2 separate regions of the Oryzias latipes genome follow, and region 2 is linked to region 1. Evidence: chromatin contacts called from public Hi-C data. All regions are on one chromosome and are shown on one strand. The core of a region is the stretch at or near the end of the contact, and the rest is flanking DNA. Distances in the headings are between cores, read along the strand shown.

Evidence for each region. A called contact is a pair of places that touch in the nucleus more often than the background predicts.
Region 2: a contact with region 1 is called in a Hi-C map of gastrula embryo, with 1.7 times the contacts expected there. The contact joins the promoter of ppp2r3a here to the enhancer-like site in region 1. A contact is called at or near these places in 5 of 5 Hi-C or Micro-C datasets (embryo, fibroblasts and gastrula embryo).

What each region holds. Positions count from the first base shown.
Region 1 is chr22:5,663,796-5,667,826 of ASM223467v1, reverse strand. The region is part of intron 2 of ppp2r3a (serine/threonine-protein phosphatase 2A regulatory subunit B'' subunit alpha); the gene reads left to right. Among protein-coding and RNA genes, the nearest start is that of fndc3b, 25 kb to the right of the region's middle. Within about 2 kb of position 2,111, at least 7 of the 8 cell types and tissues checked have an H3K27ac peak or open chromatin away from gene starts, as enhancers often do. A contact at or near this core is called in embryo and gastrula embryo, where this site is marked.
Region 2 is chr22:5,706,118-5,710,148 of ASM223467v1, reverse strand. It overlaps ppp2r3a (serine/threonine-protein phosphatase 2A regulatory subunit B'' subunit alpha), which reads left to right and starts at 1,646. Exons shown (of 13, transcript XM_020713792.2): 1 at 1,646-2,046.

The DNA.
Region 1 (4,031 bases), core at 862-3,361:
CTGCGACTTGTACTCCAGAGCGACTTACAGTCAGAAAAATAAAATAATTCTAGCGTATTTTGTTGGCAAGAGAAAACCTTTTTTTGAAGAAAAAATTAAACATATTGTTTTAACAATTGGTTAGCAGTGTCTGTCTGCTTGCTTATTTACATTGGAGTGACTGAGGATACCCTTGTGGGTACTTGATGAACTGCACTTGCATTTTGATTTTTAAATGTACTTCATTCCGGAATTCCAATAACTGCTCTTGGGTTGTGCCTCAAAACACACATGAAGTAATGAAGCTCTCTAGTTTTGTGTTTTTTTTTGTTTTTTTGGGGGGGATGGGGGGGGGATTCACAATTCAACAGTCATCTATCTGTTGACCTAAACATCAGCATTCAGCGTCTTTTAAAAAGATGAAGTTTATTAATAGTGGGTGACAAAAAACTAAATGATAAGGAACAGTGAAGACAATCACACCTGAACTAACACAAAATCCTGCGTCAGCCTTTCCTGAACATGTTTTTTTAGTCTAGAAAGAAAAGCAATGTGTCAACCTTTAAGACAGAAAATGTGCGTTCTTGACTCGAGAGGATTATATAGACACCATTTACTGGGTGGGGGTCGCCACCGATGACTGCATTTGTTGATTCTTGGCTGGCAAGTGGATGACATCATTCCCCTCCTGCTTGTACAGGAAATGAGGTCACAGCAGGAAACTTAGCCAAGCGTGGAAGGTTTGAACCAGGGTGGAAACGCACACATGAATACATTCACACCTCAGATTTTTGGGGGTAAATGTTTGGTTGTTATGACTGTAAGGGAGTTTAAATATAGTTTGTAGTTCTAAGCAGAGGTTTGATGATGAAATATGGACGAGTATTCGAAAGGGTTCATAAAAAGATTCCTGCATCCACTCCAACACATCAGGAACAGCCCTCCACCAGCACCACCTTCCACTCCCATTTTGAGCTTGGAAATCCTCCAGCTGTAATGTTACACTTACAAACTTCTATATAGTTTTCAGGCTTTGAGTTAAATCTCTGAGCCTCCCTTTGGGTCACCATGGAAACCACCACAACATGTTTACAAGCTGCAGGTTGGTGGTGGGACTCCCAGAAAATCACTTGCTCACATGTGATTAGTTGACAGACCCCTTCAGATATTACCGGCACCTGGGGAGACTGAGTGGGGGCAGAAGGATTTTGGATTTGTTTTGTGAACTGTTGTAGGCGTGGTTGATTGTCTTTCCATGTGTTGGAGCTTGCCAGTGTTCCTGAACGTCATCACCCCTTTAAATGAAGCTTTCATTCACTTCACCAGAGGTTTTCCTACAGAAACCTCCCTAAGAGTGTTGGATCCTCTCAGCTTGTCCTTTCAGATTTGATGCACACAGGATGTTGGTTGTGAATATGGATTTAGACGAGAAGGTCATTTGATTAAGGCAGCAGTGAGCATCATCTTTCAGTCCGGTGCGGGTAAAGTTTAGTAACAGATTTGAAGTTTTGCTTTGTCTGCTGCTTCCCTCTAGTGACTCTCAGGCTGAACTGTCTAAGATGCTGCAGGGATCCAAATAAAACAGAGGATGGACAGCGCCATCCTCTGGAGGTTTTGTGACTAAAAAGGATTTCAGAATATGCTTTTCCTTTTTCCTGAAGAAAGCATGAAGTAGATAAATGAATTCTGTCAACTCAGTGTGCTGTGATTCTGGATTTAAGGACAGGAGGGAAAGGCTGAACTAATTTGCTTGCTTCATTTATTGCATTCAAATTTATTTCCCTGCTTTACCATGTAACAGGTTGGTAAATATTTCCTGTTAATAGGATGACTCAGGGAGCTTTTTTTCCCCCTCAAATAGCTGAGATTTTTAACTCCTCCGTGATTCGGATGTGAATTGGACCGTGACCTGCACGGTTTCACTTCATCTGCCACAGCAGAAGCACTCACACTCTTCAGATTTCAGAAGGGCGGGGCCTAAGGAAGGTGTGTTTGTGTGTGTTTATGTGAATGTGTGTGTCCGTCTTTAAGGGAAGTAAGAATAAAGAAGCAGAGAAGCAGCAGTGTGGGTTGTATTTCCCACACTTGGCGCGGTCACCATGAGTGCATTCCTTCCACTGCTCAATCCAGGGAAAGGGTTATCGCCATGGAGATGGCATTTGGCAGAGCTGGCCCAAAGTGTGTTTGTGTATTGTCGCACAGACGGGGAGGGGCGGAAGACCTTCGCCTGTTAAATCGGGCTTGGGTTAGAACTGCAGGATAAAACAATGATGTTATAAATAAAAACTTCTCTGGATAAGGAGAATTTGTGAAAATAATGACACAGTCTTTGACAGTTAAAAGGTACATTAAAGTAGAATTAGGAGTAAAAGGAAGACTTTTTTTACTTTCAACCAGTAGGCAAAAATTGCTAATATCTAAAGAGTTTGAAACTTGCATATATGTTCTGGATGTCAAGATTTTCCTTCATTTTTGTGCTTTTTCATGTTTTATTTTGGTTATTTCAGCTAAATCAGAAAAATGCTCGTTTTTAAAAGTTAATAGAAAAGGTTCACATAAGAAGATTTAGAAGAAGTGGAGCGACCATAAAACCTTGGTTTTGTGAAGGATTGCTTCATTCAATGCACTGATTATTTTTTATTTTAGAAAGTGTTTGTAGTGCAGAGGCTTTCCTGTCCATCCAATTCTAACGCGGTTTTGCAGAATTTTCTGTGCGGCTCTGCAAATGTGTCCTAACAAGGTGCAGCTATGTGAGATGATGAGGGAGGGGCAGGAAATTCTTACTTCTGGAGCCTGTAGAGGATTCTTTTCTTTACCAGATGCATGCTGTTGGGAGTATATAAACTGAACACCTAGGTGGTTTGTGACATTATGAAGAGAATTCGATCCATTGTTTGATGCAGTTCTTTAAAGGTCTTCATCAGGTTTAGCTTTAAAGATCTCAAAGTTGATGCTTTGTGGGAACTAGAAGCAGATCCCTTCACCCTTAAATATATAAAAGACAGCTAAAATTTAGGAAAACTCGCCCACAATTTCTATTCATCTTCTGCCGCTCTACAGAAACCGTGTCCTTGAAATTTTTGGCTAAAACAACATAATCATAAATAAAAGACAACTAGGAATGCTTTCAAAATCTCATCTCAAGAGATGATCGGAATGAAACTTTAAAACATCTTAGAAATGTTGCTGTAAATAAACTAAGATAAAGTACCAGAATTAAAAAAAATAATAATCTTGTGCCAACACTGTGACACAGAAAATATTTCAGCAAATTAAAGTTCCAAGAACTTCAGGTCACAGATGTTTAATAGTGAAGTGACAGAAGCAGATAGATCAGCTCAATTTCCATATAGAGCAAATAACTAAAGAGCCCAAAACATAAAAAGCATCTCAAATGTTGCATTGCTTCATGAAACCGCTTCAAAGCCATCACCATTACAAACTTTTAGTAATCAGGAAAACGGTTTTTGAAATAACAAAATTTGTTGACTTGTCAGAGCGAATCCGATTTTTTAAACGTATAACGAAAACTCCTTCATTGTTGAGCCTCAGCTCCTCCACCCTGTGCTGTATATATGTGGGTGTGTAAAGTCTGCCTGGTTCTTGTAACAGAAATAAACATGAAATCACCAACTTAACTTGCACAGATAATTTTACACTCCACAGTGAGCCACTTTCATGGAGCTGATGTTTGGAGGGGCGTCCGTGTGTTGAGGAAGTTGGTGTGTTGATGCTTGTTTTTTGATTTTTTTTTTTTTTTTTACTCTTAAGGATTCCAAAAAACATTTCTTTTAAGCTAATTCCTCAATCCATGCTCTCATGGGAAAAAAATAAAAACATTTCCGTCTCATGGTGTGTTGACCTCAAAGAAGCCTTAAATCTGCCCTGATTGGAGAGTTGCAAGCCCCCCAACTGCATTTACGATAATCTGATGACCTTTATCTGCACGGTTAGGAATTGCTGACAATTTTCCCCCTTTATTTGGTTTGGTTAGCTTTCACAATGCACTTGTGAGAGTGGCTCAAACTCCATGATAATAGATTGTTTGAATT
Region 2 (4,031 bases), core at 397-2,896, 43 kb before region 1:
GGCGTGGGATTATATTATCTCGTTTCTTCCCACCTTTTTTTCAATCAATAAATCAAGCTCTACTTGACTTAAATTAATGATCATTACAAAAGCAAATGTAACTTAAGTATGACTTTGTTTGTGTTTCTTTTTTTAATCTATGCATTTAATCATGTCTGTTATGAGTTTGATAAATCTGTGAACTCTCTTTATTGCTTTGACTACAATGCTTCCAACCAACCAACCGACCGACCGACCGACCGACCGACCGCCCGACCGACCAACCGACCAAGCAAGCAAGCTTATATACTCCCTCAATCATGAGAAAAAGGCTACAAGAACATGTTAAAACACCAAGAAACCCAACTTTTTTTAAGGGACGTCATGAAAAAGAAACAGTCCATTGATGTGCGTTTGAAGGTGTATAGTGAAGTATTTGTAGGAATAATCTAAGTTACACACACTTATAACGTACTGTACCCTTACGCTGCACTCTGGTCATTTGTTGGGTGCAGCCCTTGCTCCTCACTGAGTGTGAGCAAATAGTGCTGGCATGGGGGTACGTAAGGGCAGGATGCCTACACATGATACAGTATGATGGTCTAATTTTCTAATTTCTAACAGACAGGCTGCGCTCGAACACTTGAACAGCACTAATGGGCACTCTGTGAAGACAGTGAACAGGTTTCAGGGGTATGAAAAAAGGATAAATCTGTACGACGTGCCTGTGTCTCACCTACTTCACCATTACGTGTTGTGTAAGTGTTCACTACAACCTGTTGCCTGCAGCATGTCCACAGAAAAAATGTGCTTGAAGATTTTTGCTTTACAGGTTAAGGTGATCAACAATCTAAAGATTCTGTGCCTGTGTGCCCAGTACAGGTTTGCCCATCCACCTGTCCAGTTGTGACCTAAGTTGCGTTCACATCACCCTTGGTAACGCACGTTTAAGCGACCACTTTCAATGAAAAATCCATATAAATGCGCGTTTTGGGCTTCTGTATACAAAGCTCTGGCTTTCATGCGTCACTAAGCAAGTTTCTGCGTCCATTTTCGGGCGCTACGTAACAAATGGGCATCCGTTGAATGAATGCCTGTTGAAAGTTAAACCAGTGGACGGCATCCTTTTTAAGTTACTGAAGCCCCAACTGTTTGAAAATTGATCATGGAGGAGAAATTAATAGTTGCAGTTTGTGCCCAGAAGGAGTTATATGACACCAAGTTTTTCATAAATCGGAATGGAGCTGTGAATAGATTTGCCGAACTCGCACTGCTTCGACATTTCCCACCAAGCCTCTTTCAACTGTATTCTTGAATGTGCATCACATGCCTGATCTGAACGTGGAACATTTAATCATGATGTCGAATGTCGAATAATGAAAAAAAAGGTATTCAAACCAGCCTTTACTCTTTTTCCCTGCTGTCCATTGGAGGTATTTGTGTAAAAAGCCACCTAGTGGCTATCTGATGAAGTCATCTGGCTCTAATTTAGTTGATCAATATGTGCTTAACATGAAGTCTTTTGAATTTGGATACAATTAGCAACTTAAGGGCTGAAAATGTAAAAGTAAAAAAAAAAACGATTGTTTGATTTGAGTGTTTAATGTCCTGAAACTGTGACCCACACAAAGATGAGTTCATGTTTTTAGTCTTCATCAGGCTCCAAACACAAATGTGTTACGTCAGAGTTCAGAGCTGTGATACAAAAATACACCCTGCAGCAACAAATATGTTCCTTCAACCACAGCAGTGATACGGATCCAACTGTTTTCTTCGCCTGGGACTGAACGGAAGAGAGCCGTAACCGTGAGACCCGGCCCCGCCCAGCCGCTCTGCTAACGGGAACTCCCCCTAAGTTCCCCGGTACTCCTGCCTCTGCTCAGTCTCTCCGCGAGCTGTCACGCACTCACACGCGCGCGCACATCTTCCCCGCGGAGTCGCCGCGTGCTGGAGCAGCCATCCGTCCGCTCTCGCCCGCAGCCTCCCCGGCTCCAGAGCGCTCTGCAGTCCGCGTCGAGCCTCGTCGTGACGGGAGTTGGGACGCGGCTGGTCGGCGGAAGGCAGAAGGTACGGCGCTGCCCGTCCTCCGGGACAAACTTGGCGTCACGGCCGTCTCGTGTGATTGTTGTGAACAGGGCGTGAGGGATCTGCATGCGCGCGCGGGGTTTTCTGCACATCAGAGGGTTCCGCGTGAAGGGAAGTTTGGAGACTGCAGATCTTTGCGCGGGGAGCGGCAGGGGGGGTCCTGCGGCCACAATAAGTCGAGTTCAAGCCCCGGACACAGAACACCTAAATTCAACTTTGGCTTTTCAATTAGTTAGAATTTAGTGTTTGCTTAAATACACGGAATTGCTAGTGTGTCAAAAAATTGTTGGTTTAATTAAAACATGTAATTATAAAGTAATTTTCTTTAAATTTTACTGTCTTTTAAAAGGAAGAAATGTGTTTTTCATTTATATTCTGACTCAATATAACTTTAAAAGCCCTATTTGGTATGAGGTGTATGCTTTTCAGAACAGTTAAACCAGTTTCAGAAGGTTTTCAGAAACATTTAGCTGCTTTCTAACTTCAAATTGCCTCACAGGTTTCCAATAGAGCAGGTTTTGTATTTAAAGACCCTTTTTTAAAACTCATGTTACCCCCTGTCGCCCTGCAGTGTGATGCTGTTTGTTTGTGTGCACACACATGTAAGTGTGCATGTGGTGTGATGATATCCTGTCAGATCCCATGGGGTGGGGGGTCAGTCACAGGGTCTCCCCCCTGGAATTCACCAAGAATAGACGTGGAGCATTTTCAGAAGCATCTTTGCTCGGATGAATGTCTTTTCTTTTAATGATCACCCATGATGACCTCCGTGCTTCAATTCCCACCTCTCCCATTATCACTGACATTTTATAATAACTGCAGTAGTTTCTTTTTATGTTCGTTTGTTGGAATAATTCCACCTTTTAAAGCTTTTTCTCTTTTATGCATTCTCTTGGCTTTTATTCTTTTTTTGTTTGGGGTTCTACAGATACATTTCTTTTTCAGTCTTTTGCATCTCTCAGTACCTGGAAGTCCATCCTATTCAGTCTCACCTGTTGATACCCAGACAAGCATTTTCCTTTTTTTTTTTTTTTTTTTTTTTTTTTGTATTGTTGTGATTTTTCTTCCTCTTTAGACACTGAGTGACTCAGAAAAGAGAAAGGGATAAAGAATGGACGTGCTTGTGAGGTGATGGATGCTTGAATGCAGGAGTGTGAGGACGGGAGGATCTTGTCGGTTGTAACTGGATCCTGCCTGAACGCGCTGACTTTTGGAGGTCTGCACAGAAAGCAGTGCATGAACTGTGGGGAATGTGGAAGTTTGTGTGTGTGTGTGTCTGACAAAGGGCAGGCCAGCCCCCCTGCGACATGTGATGCTTGCACCCACATGAAGCCTGCATGGCATCCACAGTCCTAAAAAAAAAAAAAAAACAGCAGCTATGCTCCAGTTTTAGCCCCAAAGGTGCCTTTTTCTGTGATCTGACTACCAAGACCTGTCGCATGTGTCGTAAACAAACTTATGTGAGACACAAACAACAATAAAACTGCTTTGTTATGTGATGTGGGATAGAATAGAATAGAATTTTCCATGTTAAGGCTGGAAACAACAAAGTACTGACATTGATTTAAATTTGACCCACAAGTTTATAACTTACTACATTTCTGTTTTTATTTTTCAAATTTAGATCCAAAACCATTTTTGACATTTTTTTTGACAGAAGTAGTCACTTAAAATAATTAAAGGGAAACTTTCATTAACAAAATGAGGTATTATACCATTAAAAATAAAGAATTTTCTTGGAAAAAATGCAAAAACCCAATATATCTTTAAAGGAAAATCAATTTATGGATGTATTGAACAAAAAATTGTTTTCTAGATCATTTTGATCAATTCAATATTTTAAAAATTCAGCCCAAATTCTGATATTTTAATAAACTACTTCTATTATCCTCAAAAAAGTTGTCAACTTTAAACCTTAGTCATCTAATTGTATTCAAGTAAAAATACTAATGTTACATTTTAGATTC